2 separate regions of the Zea mays genome follow, and region 1 is linked to region 2. A link is a contact called in public Hi-C data. All regions are on one chromosome and are shown on one strand. The core of a region is the stretch at or near the end of the contact, and the rest is flanking DNA. Distances in the headings are between cores, read along the strand shown. Region 1 holds the start of LOC100283240 (ELMO domain-containing protein 2). Region 2 holds the start of LOC100502385 (Phosphoglycerate mutase-like protein).

The links. Hi-C and Micro-C count contacts between places; a contact is called where the count stands out from the background.
Region 1: a contact with region 2 is called in a Hi-C map of ear, with 1.8 times the contacts expected there. The contact joins the promoter of LOC100283240 here to the promoter of LOC100502385 in region 2. A contact is called at or near these places in 3 of 25 Hi-C or Micro-C datasets (ear, leaf and tassel).

The regions. Positions count from the first base shown.
Region 1 is chr10:97,820,966-97,827,865 of Zm-B73-REFERENCE-NAM-5.0, reverse strand. It overlaps LOC100283240 (ELMO domain-containing protein 2), which reads left to right and starts at 3,544. Exons shown (of 9, transcript NM_001361256.1): 1 at 3,544-3,915; 2 at 4,133-4,245; 3 at 4,433-4,501; 4 at 4,757-4,872; 5 at 5,103-5,157; 6 at 5,281-5,401; 7 at 6,209-6,256; 8 at 6,373-6,467; 9 at 6,550-6,736. The coding sequence starts at 4,144. The coding sequence ends at 6,651.
Region 2 is chr10:97,672,370-97,678,960 of Zm-B73-REFERENCE-NAM-5.0, reverse strand. LOC100502385 (Phosphoglycerate mutase-like protein) reads left to right here and starts at 2,910. Exons shown (of 10, transcript NM_001196863.1): 1 at 2,910-3,017; 2 at 3,095-3,168; 3 at 3,327-3,434; 4 at 3,588-3,667; 5 at 3,963-4,116; 6 at 4,218-4,292; 7 at 4,392-4,480; 8 at 4,642-4,761; 9 at 4,878-4,922; 10 at 5,033-5,238. The coding sequence starts at 3,100. The coding sequence ends at 5,150.

The DNA.
Region 1 (6,900 bases), core at 2,295-4,794, 150 kb before region 2:
GATTAGTCTACGTATCATTTCAATTCCTTACCAGGAAGGACCAAGTTTCCAGCAGATGAAGATGCTCATAGTGTTGGTGACTGTGTAAAGGTACCCATACAATTGCAGTTTCATATTTTTTATGCTCTATATATCATGAATAATTGATGATTGTTTCTCACTAACTATATTGTTTGGGATGCCTCTTCAACATGCTCTATGAGAGCTGCCATCACCCTATGCTCCTGGTTCTTGCTGGACAACATTATTGAAAGCATTTCGCAAGTATTATAAGTTTATAATTAATTTAAGTCATTTATACTTGACTATTTATATGTTTTGTGATGTGATGCGAGTATTATATGCCATAAATCTCCTTATGGATGGTGTGTTGTGGCTGCTGATTGTATAGGAATTATCTTGTTTTGTACTGTAAAGAGGTAAACAGCCATACAAGTGATGATTTGGTTGTTTGCGGTTAGCCTAAAAACACTTTAGTCATCAATTACTTCGTGCTTGTTAAGGTTAAACATTTAGTCATCAATTACTTCTTAATATATATTTTGCTATGGTTTGTAAACATACTGCAGTAGAAATAAGCAGCCAAGTTCATGTCAAAACGGTGCTCTTGTGACTGCAGGGAGTAGTTCATACAAAATACCACACCTGTAATTCATAAAAATTAATGATAAAGGGAGCACTATGTGTGTTTTTTGGGTATAAACATAGAGATCATAAGGCAGATCTCTTCAGAGTCCAACTTGGGTGTGGCTGATGGAAGCATCAAATTTGTTTGGTACACACCGGATGTCGTTTGGAATCCAACACAGGTGTGGTCGTCCAGCTTCACACATATTTGTAAGACTTGGGTATCCGGTCGCTAGCCAAATATAACTAGCAGAATTTGCACATAATAATTTATCTTTGTTGGTGGATCATGTTGGGTTCATCTAAGGCTTATGAAATTTGTTTGAGTAAAACTTTAGTAGTGGTGTTGCATCTTAATAATTCAGATGATTATTATGTATGTATCCAAGAACCCAGGATTATTCATGCATTCATTTTCTTTCAATGCTTACTCTGTGGTTTACTGATCGTACCTTGTTTGACTTGCTTAGGCCTAGAGACTAAGGATGCTAGGATAAATGTTGTGTTCAGCTATATCCGAGACATTTCCTGAGCCCAACCGGAGGTAGCTGCAAATGTTGTCTTTTCATTTTTTTTGGGATAAAACTACCTGTATGTGTCATGTGTATAATGTACACACCAAGATTCCTCCAATTTTATAGTTTGATTGGTTATTGAAAGTATGATGATGTAATTAGATTTCACATTTGGTTCAATATTAATATGCTATCCTGGTTTAGGTCCTTGACTTGTTTTCGACCTTCTTGTGAAGATGCCAAGCATCACTATATCATAATTTGTTCACAACAGATGATTCTTTTTTCAGGAATCCATAACAGATGATTCTGACCACAATGTTTGTTTGTCAAGGCCAGAGCTATACTACTATGAAGAACCTAAGGGGTAGGCTACCTCTCCATTCTGCCTCCCGCGCAGACGTCCCACGCCCAGCCAAAAACTAAAAAAGCAGGTTGCGAGGGAATTCGATTCCGCACCCCTTAGGCAAAAGCGAGTAGCAGCTAACGCTACACCATAGTGTGTTTGTGTCTACCGCTACATCTGCTTCATCTCTACTCGGTTCGGCACATACCTTGCAGACCACCCAGGCCCACTTCTCCTTGCTCGGTAGCCCATAGCACAATCCGCAGAGCTCCGTCTTCTACAGGTAACCGCAAGACTTCCTCTCCGTGGTGGCAACCTCCATCTCCACGGAACCTCGCGCCGCAACCACTCAACTACACTTCGCAAGCTCTCTCCCCACAACCATGACTTCCACTTCTCTCGGTTCAGCATGCAAGATGAAGATAAATGGATGCACGTCTCGGTTCCCCTCCCGCCTTCTCCCACTCTACTCACCTCCTGCACTTTGCTGAGAGTAAACCTTCCCAGAGCCGGAGGACTTTCCCGAAAACCTTCCTCCAACTGTGCAGCTGCGGACCAGAGCCCAAGCGGTGGATTCCGGCGAGTGGTGCGAGTTCATCTGCGATGGCGAGGTCCGCTCCTCTTCCACACCTCTTCCATCCACTTTTGTCACTCTGCCTCAACTACTTAGGATCCATTATAGCAAGGACTTCCCCGGATACCCCTTCTTGCATCCCCTCCAAAAATCTTTGTGTTGGAGATAGTGTCCCCAAATATTGTGGTGGGTTCTAGTGTTTCCTTGCATTTGGGCCCGAATTGAAGTGATAGCTTTGAGCTCTCAACCTCCCGTCGCACCCCCGAAGTTCTCAATATTGTATTTTCACAACTGCTCAGACCCAGAATTTAGTTCCCCTTGTTGCTGCCCCTCAAGGAATGGTTCTTCCTATGCTTGGGATTACATAGGCATTTGTTTACACATTTTTTGAATCTACACAATAAAATATTAGTCTGCCTCTTGTTTTTCAGTCATATGACTAATGAGATTAAATTGTACTCCTTTTTTGACAGCTATAATTATATAGGATGGGTATGCCTTGATAGAAACATTTTTTTACCTTTAATACATATCCTATTGCTCACGTTACTGATCATTAACAACATGAGATGATTATGGCTAAAAATTTATGTCATCAAGTGAACCCCATATACCATTGAGTTCCTAAGTTCCAACAATATATTTTATCAATATGTTTTATTATAGTGCTTCTACATCTCAATGTATCTTATCATTACATGTTGACTCCGTAGCAACGCACGAGCATCCACCTAGTATAACTATAACTAGGGTGAAATTTTATCCAAGACTAAGAACGCTTCTACGTACTCCGTACGATCGACATATAGATTAATTATAAATTTATAATAGATAATAAGATATTGTGCCGGCAAATAAACACTAAAATAAGTGTATCTAAAACTAAATACAAGGAACTATAAGATAGTGCTTGATCTTAAAAAAAAATATTAAACTTTTTTATATTTTTAAGTAACACAGTTCTATAACTTTTTTAAGATGTCAGTTTTTAGGATTTTAATTGTATTGTTTTTTACCTATAAAAATGTTCGAATGAATTTGTAAATAGATTTTTAAAATATTAAATATTAATTGTGGAAAAATATTTGTAGACAAATTTATCTCCCTAAACTTTTAACCTAGTCTGATTTGTGTCCATTGGCGTTGAGTTGTATTAGTAAAACCATTAATAAAACTACTTAAGATTAAAAACACAAAAGTTAAGAGATTTAAAAGAAACCGGTCTGTAATTCATGAAGGGAAATCGAATGGTAACGAACAATAACAACAACAATAATCTTTAAAGGGCTAGTGTTGGCTACGAAGCCCATGGCCGGCATATATGGTTGCATTGAGCTGGGCCTTGTGATTCTAATGTTGTTGCAAAAACGAAAGGGTGTGGGTGGATGGTTGGGCGGCATGCGCGGTGGGGAAGAGGAAGAGGAAGAGAAAGAGAGAGGGGGAGACATAGCAGGCCGCCTTGAGCTGGCATAGGATGCGACGGTCCGGCAGGGGCAGGGCTGGGCGGTCGACGGAGGCCAATTCTTTAACTTCCTTCCTCCGTCGATCATCCAGCACCAGCAGGAGAATCCCGTCGAATCCCCCAACCCAAGGGAGCGCGCGCGTATGCCTCCTCCAGATCCAAAGCAACAAGCAACAGACAGCGAGGGGGCACCGGGGTCCGCCGCATGTGTGTGGTTCATGGAGGATCATGCTTTCCTGCTTACTGCATTAGCTCCTGACGCGCCACCCTCCCCTCGCGTTCATTGATTTCTGTTATAATTACTCACATTATTATTGGTAAAGAAAGAAAGGGCACCTCTTCTAATTTGATGGGCATTCCGTTACCGTCTCAACTTCAACGTCAACAACAGGTAGGACGGAGTACCATTCTTTTCTTTTGTACATTTGTTGTCGACTCTATAATCGCTCTATGTTTCTCAACAAGGTTGCATAGAGAAAAAGGTCCATTTCATGTTCAGGAATATTGAATGTCTATATATGTTTCTGAACAAGGTTGCATAGAGAATAAGATCCATTTTTCATGTTGAGGAATATTGAATCGAGAGTTTTATAATGACCTCATTGCAGTTGATGCTACTATGGTTGGAAATCGGGCATGGTTTGCAGGTCTTTTCAGCGGCTCGGGCAAAAGGCGACAAGTCAGTGCAGAGAAGATAGTGCTTGATCTAACCCCTCTACAGGTACAGATGCACTGCCGTCATTATCATGATGTGTTTATTAGGCAAAATACATGAATGATTCTGTGCCGTCTCTTGGTTGTAGGGAAACAATAAATGAAATAGAATAAACACAATGGCATGGACCATGCAAGCTTAACTTCGTTTCTTCCTGCGCCCGAAATAACCCTGGTCTTAAATATTCATTCAGGAACAGAGGCTGCAAAGTCTGAAGGAAAGGCTAAATGTGCCATATGACGAAACTCGGACAGATCATCAAGTGAGGAAACTCTCGACTCAATTAGCTTCACGAAAACTTATAGATAGGGATTTCAATCCGTGTGTCCCTATATATGATGTAGATAGAGTCTTCAACTTACTTTCTGGAGTAATCTAAAAACAAATTTGGTATTCCGCAACACTTAGCACAAAAATAGGTTTCAGACTGCAACTAGCTTGCTCTTTGTTTTGCTCGGTTAGTTATATACCTTATTGACTTTCATGAATTTTATTATATTGTGTGCTTTGGATTTAGGAATCGCTTAGGGCTCTATGGAATGCATCCTTTCCCGATACAGAGCTCACTAGCTTAGTTTCAGAACAGTGGAAAGACATGGGGTGGCAGGGCGTGAACCCAGCAACTGATTTCAGGTTAATTCAAGTTTTTTTTTTGCTTCTCTATGCCCTATCTTTGGTTGCCGAGAATATGTTTCACACTGTTCCTTTTAAGTTTTTTTTTTCCTGGGAAAAAGTTTACAATGCTCTTTGTCTCTTTCTTCTTAGAGGCCCGCAATCAGGTGCTGGTTTCGTGCAACAAACATGCATGCATTACCCTAGATCTGATGAAGAGCCTTAACAATATCATCTTACTTTGATTGCAGGGGCTGTGGGTTTGTTTCGCTCGAGAACCTTTTGTTTTTTGCAAGAACATACCCGGTAGGTCCTTTGGGTCCTGTATATAAAAACACGAATGAACTCCTCCCTCCTTACCAAGTGAGCAAAGTGTCTATGCACATAGTTCTGATGGTTGCTTGTGTGGTTGGTCCAACAATTAAGCAGGCTTCTTTCAAGAGGCTGATGCTGAAGCAGCAAGGAATGCGAACTACATGGGAGTACCCCTTTGCGGTCGCGGGTGTAAATATCTCATACATGTTGATTCAACTGCTGGAGCTCAACTCAGGTATTTTATATATATATATATATATATATATATATATATATATATATATATATATATATATATATATATATATATATATATATATATATATATATATATATATATATATATATATATATATTGTGGCCGGGCATGGCATCTGATAAGAATTCACATGTATCGACTCGACTACGTGCATTGCATCATCAGATTTGTTTTGGTCAAAGGACTAATAAAAGTAGTAATCAGAGTACGTACGTACATCTAAGCCCACCATGTGCATCATTGTGCAGGTCACATTGCAAGTATAGTATCAGGTTTTGTTTTCTTTCTCAAGATGTGGAATCTTTGGATTTGATCACGACTGTTGGACGATGAGCATGCATTATATTATAATAGGCACATGGTGGACACAGCTGGTTGCTGATAACTGCTAACCGATGCGCAACCGTCTCGTCCCGTTGCATGTATGCCTGCCTTGTGCTGCCACCCATGATTGCCCTGCCTGATCATCATCCATATACCAGCACACAGAACAAGCCAATTTGCGCCAGAACCGTCATGTGGTTTCAAACAGAAAAAGAAAGAAAGAAAGAAAGGCTTGTTTATTTCATCTTTGTTTTGTATGATTGTGCATGTACTATCTCTTTGAAAGCAACAGCTGAATGAGTGATTGCTGGTTCCATTAACTGCTGGTAGCTAGTAGCTGTGCTGGTTTAATTTGCTTGTTGGTTCAGATAATGATCTGCGATACCTGAAAGAGAGGAAGATGTTGCTGACTGTGCTCAAATTGCTTGCCTTTTGCCTTTTTTTTGTTTTTGGTTTCAGTGCGCCCGAAGTCTTTGCCAGGGATTAACTTCATCAAAGTGTTGACAGGTAGGATAGGACAGAGTGGTTTGTAATTTCTCCATCCATTACCTGATTGAGAGTTCAATGTGTTGGTTGCCACAACGGAGGGATTGATGAATGTTCAATTTTCTATGGTTTGTCAGAACACGAGGATGCATTCGACGTGCTGTACTGCATAGCGTTCGAGATGATGGACGCCCAGTGGCTAGCAATGCGAGCCTCGTACATGCAGTTCAAAGTAATAAGCTGATGAAGCTTGTCCTTTTTTGTTTTGAGTAAATTAAACTAAAACGGATGGAACGATTGCATTGCACATGCAGGAGGTGCTGGAGGCCACAAGGCAGCAGCTCGAGAGGGAGCTCTCCCTGGAGGATCTCAATGGCATCCATGACCTCCCTGCCTGCAACCTCTTGTACAAATAGTGCTACTGGTAGTTAGATTATATTACTGGGATGCAGTCAAAGGAAAATTTGATCAGGTTACATCGTAACCAGCATCATCAGCCTGTAAAAAAGAAAAAGGAAAAGAAAAAGAGAGAAGGGAGACACACATCTCTGGTTGTCAGTAATTCACATACGCCACAGTTTTGCCCAGGATCGATCCAGCCTACAGTAGGGATACACACACACCACGACCACGTATATGTGAAAATTGAATTAAGCTGGTCAAAA
Region 2 (6,591 bases), core at 1,661-4,160:
ATGGCTGCAGGAGACAAAATTAGTAATTTATTGTAAATAAAAACTAGTTCATACATTTAGCGTATCAATGGGCTCACATAATCAATGTTCGGACAACAGAACTGCTTGTCATAGTCTTCGTCGATGACAGCACGGTCTCCACAATCGCATCGAGGCGGTGAGTCCATCCGTCTTTCTGTTGCTACCTCCTTCTCCGCATCCGTCATTGGTGGAGGATTCGGGGGAGGAGGTACCCAACGCTTAAAACGCTCATGACTGGTCTTTCCACTCAACCAATTAACGAAAAGAAGATATCGAGGGTCAAATTTATCAGGACCGTCGATCCACTGGAAAAAGAAACACCTCTGATGTCCCTAAAATAATGGAAAGAAGCACTGTTACATATCTACAAAATAATGAATGCGAACAAAATTAAGTGACAAGTCATAAGCTACGTACGTCCAAACTGCCACAAAGTAGTAGCAGCGAGCAGCCGTGTCTGGATGTTGTGATTGATGTACCCAAGCCAGTCTGCCACAGTCACAGTTAGGCACGGGGAGTTCAGGAGGAACAAGAGCATCCTTACTAGATACGTCCGGATATAACTCCCGAGGACGACCTCTCTTCTGCCACAACGCCTCTCGGTACATGTCTTTCATCTAATAAACGATTATAATTATCACTTGTACCTATTATGCTTTATAATAAGTTTACACAAACTAATAATCGAAACGATAATATAATAGGTGTATACAAATTATTAAACTAACAACCCAATATACAAAACGAATCAATTGGACATCATACCTTGGTCTACGAAGTGAACCAACTCAAATCTTTGAATCCAGCAGATTTTGACGAAGTTTGGAAATGGGATGAAATGAGCTGCTCTCGGCCAGCCGCGCGGGCGTTTTTATAGGAATTCGTAGCTCGGCGCCAAGATCTGTGGCGCCGAGCTACGAGGCCGCGCCGCCGCCACATCGGAGTCAGGTCAGCCCTAGGCGCAAGTAGCCGTTGCTGCCACGTCATAGCTCGGCGCCATAGGCTGTGGCGCCGAGCTGTGTTAGCTCGGCGCCATAGGCTATGGCGCCAAGCTAAGGGTCCAAAATTGAGTTTAAAATTTTTTTAAGTCTAAACGTGATTTTAAACCTGATAAAGGGCTAAAATACAAAAAAATCGGACCACGTGCGTCTTGGTTGGGTGCCGTGCCGTGTTTGAACATCACGCCCCTGCTTTTCTCCATCGTCCTTCCCTTGAGTTGCGGCGGTGCCGTGCCGCCGTTAAATATTGGGTCTGGTTCAGTTTTTTCCTTAGCAACTTTTCTAAGAATTTAACTATGAAGAGAATTTAGCTGTGAAGAGAATTTAAGAATCATAAAGATTACGTGTGGAGGCAGATAAAAGATTTTATAGGGTTTAGGATATAGAAAGTGACGGTTTTTTTACTATCGTAATGACTTAGCTGAAAAACTAGATGTTTGAGAGTCTGCATCAGCTTTTGGTGGCCTCCCTCGTGCAGCAGATGACACAATGACACATAGAACCTATCAAAAACAAAAGAGAGAGAGAGGGGTAATTTTAACCATAAGGACATGTACAATCTAGCTATTATGTAGTGTTTTTTAAGCACTAGATATACCTGAGAAACTCGTTCATATAATCCAGTATATTCAAATATTGTATTTTATTCACTAAACCCTCAAGACATATCTATGGGTGGAAGTGTATCTTAGACTAGAGAATGATGCCAGAGACGTTCCTCCATCAAAATATGTTTCTTGTGTCTTTTTGCACGTATGTCTTTAAATACTCCTTAAAATATGAATAATTTATGTCGGTTATAAATGCCCTAATAATTCTGATAAATCTAAAGTTGCTATGTTATAAAAGGGTGCTTGGTTCTACCAAATTAAACTTTAGTCTTTGTCACATTGAATATTTAAACGACAATTATGAGTATTAAGTATATAGTCTAATTATAAAAATTAATTACATAGATGAATACTAATTTGTGAGAAAAGTTTATTATGTCTATATTAAATATTCATAATTGATATCTAAATATTCGATGTGACACACATAAAACGGAAATCAAACACCCTCTAAAAAATAGAATGTCAAGGATTCATATTTCATACAGTAAAAACCTAGGATTCCTATTTCCCATTAAAAACCTTAGACATGTAGTTTTAGAATAGATCTCAAAGTTTGGGCCAGACCACTTAAAGTTGCATAGACACGACCTGAAAATAAAAGCCCGAAGCAGGATCCGACACGAAAACGGATTGAACCGGCGCGACCTGAATAACCATGTCGTATTGTGCCTCAAACTTAGACACGACGAGGGACATAGCACGACACGATTAGATGAGCCGTGCTTAGATCAGCACGACACGAAGTGAAAACTAATGTTTAAATGGTTATTTACTGCTCCAACAATGTTGATCTCATCATAAAAGTTATATAAAACATTGATACTTATATTTATCGTAATAGTTTTGAGTCACGTGTCTAGTTATATCAATTTATTTTTAAAGGTTCTTTTTCTCGTATGATTTTTTAATGTATAACAAAATTAGAAATATTTAAAGATGTATTTTTAGATACATATAAGTTTTTTACTCGTGTCTTGCTTGTAGCGACACGGCATGAGCATTACCTGTCATGCTTTAAAGCCGAGTTGAATCTAGCTTTTAATATTTGGACACGATATGGTTTAACCCAAAATTATTCAGTGTCGTGTTAACTAAAAAAAGTTAACCTGAAGCATCGGGCCGTACCGGTGTGGCACGGTCGGCAGCCAAGAAAAAAAAGACTTTTTTTTTTGTACAGGCATCAATGCATCCATGCAGATTCCCAAGTGGAGTTGCGGCGGCTGGTTATCATTTATCATCACCTTCGCCTCACACCTTCCGGCCGCCCATTCCGATCCGATCCCCGGCCGGCCACCTACCACCGGTCAGCCCCATCAATCTCTGAGGCAGCGTCAGCCATCACGCCTCCCTCATCGATCTCCCCGCCGCCGCCGCTGCTAATACCGTGCGTCGGTGACTCAATCCTCTTCTCCAATCCTATACTGCTACCCACTTACACCTGATGTTTTGATTTCTTCTCAGAGATAATGGAGGCCGGCGCCGCCGCTGCTGCCACTGCCATCTACCCTCTGCACCGATGCAAAACCATACACCTGGTTCCTACATCTTACCCTGCCTGCCTGATTTGCTCCTCTTCGCATGCATATGCATCCTCTCTCTCTCACACACACACAACAATTTTTTAGCATATATACTGCTACCCACTTGCTGCTTATTTTCGCATGTACATGAACATCACCATCACATTACGCAGGTGAGGCATGCCCAAGGTGTCCACAACGTGGAAGGCGACACGGATCACAGCGCCTACATGAAACCCGACTTCTTCGACGCGAGCATCACTCCCTTGGGCTGGAACCAGGTAAAGCTAGCTACCCTTTCATTTCCTTGGTCCTGCATATAATTAGTTTTGACCAAATTAAAATATCAGCTTCGATGGCTCTATATGATTCTTTTCTCTGCTTCCATGTTTCGTTGGAGAGAGATCTACTTATTAAAATAATGAAAAATACAGGTTGACCTCCTGCGAGAGCATGTGAAGGAATCTGGGCTTGCAGAAAAGATTGAGCTGGTTATTTGTTCTCCTTTGTCGAGGTACAGTCTTGCATGACCTTTTCTGCGTCCTTGCAATGCTTCACAGATGCGGTGGTGTTCTTCACTGCTGCAGTTGTGTGTGTGTGTGTTTTTTTTTAATTTTAATTTATTCCTTCTTAGAAGAAAAGGGACAAAATATCAGCTACTAGGATATGCTTTGAGTACGTTATTGTCAGAACTAGAGCATCCAAGACAACAGAGATGGACCCACCACCCTCTTCTTTGATTGAGAGTGCATTATTGCAGCTGTCGTATGAACTAAAAGGCCCTCCCTATATTTCGCTATGTTCTAAAGGACCATGCAGACTGCAGTGGGAGTTTTTGGTGGCGAAAGCTGCAGTAATGGTGTGAGTGTGCCTCCACTGATGGTGGAGAATGCTGGACGTCCGGCAGTTTCAAGTTTGAACTGCCCACCATTTCTTGCTGTTGAGGCCTGCAGGGAGCGCTTGGTACGTACGAGTACTTCCTTTTTTTTCCATTTTTTGCTGAAGAACACACTTGTAAGGTCTTTTTTTTGGTTTGATCACCATTACCGCGCGCTTCAATGCAGGGTGTCCATCCTTGTGACAAGAGGAGGAGCATCACAGAGTACCGTGCTCTCTTCCCTGCCATTGATTTTTCGCTGGTAAGCATCTCTCTCTCATATACTTCATGCTCCATGGGCTGCCGTTTCCGAGCTTCTACTAGTGGTTAACTATACATATGCACTCACTTTGTTTTACAGATAGAGAGTGACGAAGATGTTCTCTGGGTACCAGATGTCAGAGAAACCTTTGAGTCACTCGCAGAAAGGGGTATGAAGTTCATTGACTGGTAATTTGTCTGTTTTCCCCCTCTAAGTATCAGTTCATTTCTTTTCTTTGCCTATGTCATTACGAAACAACTTCTGGTTAATTTGGAATTACGAACAAACGCATGATCAACATCTTGCTCTAGGATCTGGAACTGAACACATGCAGATGACTTTTGCGCAGGCTATGGACAAGAGAAGAGAGAGAGATAGCCATCGTCACCCATAGCGGTTTATTAAGCCATACCTTGCGCATGTACAGCAAAGAGTGCCATCCAACAGTAGCACAAGAAGTGAGCAAGTAGTAAGTGTCTTTTTTATTTGTCATTTAATGAATTACCATTGTCGAACTCATGCACATCAGGGGCATATATACGTTTTGTGTTGCTGACTTTGGCTTGGTTGTTTAATTTGATTCAGCTTTGCAAACTGCGAGCTCCGGTCCTTGGTACTGGTTGACAGGAGGTCAGTACTGCACCTGCACACGCACCCTTTAGTTTTGGCTCCAACTTAGAATCACTAAAAAGAAATGCATCTTGTAAGAGTGCTCACAGTCACAGTGATTATGCATGCAGTATGCTTGGTTCAGATGGCCCCAGTTACAACAACTACCCTGGCAAAATGAAAATCCCAGCCGGACTTGATCTGCCCAGCGATGACAAGAAGCAACCTCTTCAGAACCAGAGCGGCTGAGCAGGCCTGTCTTGGGGCTTGTTTGGTGTTCACCACCACTGATTCCTTTTCTTTTGTCATCCTATTTTGAAACTTCCCTAGCTGCAGTCAGTCCATTTTTTGTGAACTATTCTGAGAGTACTATTCTGAACTTTCCCATTTGTGGTTGTTGAGCACCATTTGTGGTACTGAACACGGCCGGACGGTCCAACCTGCGGACGGTTCGTCTATAGACGTGGACGGTCCGTGATTAGATTAGATCAGGCGTAATTAACCTCTTTTCCGTACATATTTATCTATCTAAACTCGCGGATTCTGTTGGAGAACCCTTAGCAACGAGTCCAGACCTCTCTCCAATATACCCGAAGGGTACGACCGATTGCACACACCATCAATCGAACCGATCAACCCGTTTATCAATTCGTTTACTTTCTTGTCCTAGGAGTAGCGATGACAAGAAGTAACCAGGAAAGGAAGCTCAAGACAAAACATGGGCGGCTGAGCCTGCCTGGGGCTTGTTTGGTGAATTGGTGTGCACCACTGATTCCTTTTGTCATCCTATTTTGAAAATTCCCGAGAGCAGCATCCAATCCATTTGTAAACTATTCTGAGCTTCCCATTTGCGGCTATTAGGGTTTTCATACTCTTTTCCTTTAGGGCTAGTTTTAAAAATTAAGGTGGTGTTTGGTTTAAGGAATCACTACATCCAAATTAAGATGGTGCATCATGGGTTCATTACTCAAATTTGGTGCGATGACCACATTCCTTATATTAGTACTAACTAACTATGAGGAATGATGTGGTGATGGATCAACTCATTCTATTCTACAAACCAAACAAAAAATAGTGAGGAGTGAGAAGATGATGGACTAGCTTATTCCTCAAACCAAACACCCTATAAATCTTCCAATTGTGGCTGCAGCGCCTACACCCTCACAGCCGCCACCTGATGGAGGCGTGGTGCACTATTTTTAGCGTATAATCCGACTGTTTGTTCCGCGACCCATGTAACCCCTCCGCGCCGCTCTCCTCCTGCTCCCCGAGCCATGTAATTTATCTATAACTTCCTTTCTGCTCCATGGCGAATGGTTAATGGAATAATCAGGTGGGGGTCCTCTCCTCTCTTAGACAGACAAAAAAAGTTAAATCTTTTCTGGGATTAGAGGATATTTGAGTTTCTAAACTAACTCTTAGAGGAGACAATTGCATTTTTAGGACTACAGACATAATGCTTCGCAGTAATACTTATAAGGAAAATGGACCCCGGGTCATTTGGCTCAATAGATTTTGGTGTTTGATGATCAACATAAGCTCTGGACTAATGTGTTTGCTAGTGTTTGTGTTTATAGTTCATATGATGCTAAAGTTACTTGGACCAAGGCATTGAGGAAAGCAACACCTCAAAAGAAGACATTGTGAAGATCAAGTGAAGTCCAAAAAACGAAGGAAGTGTTGTCAGGCG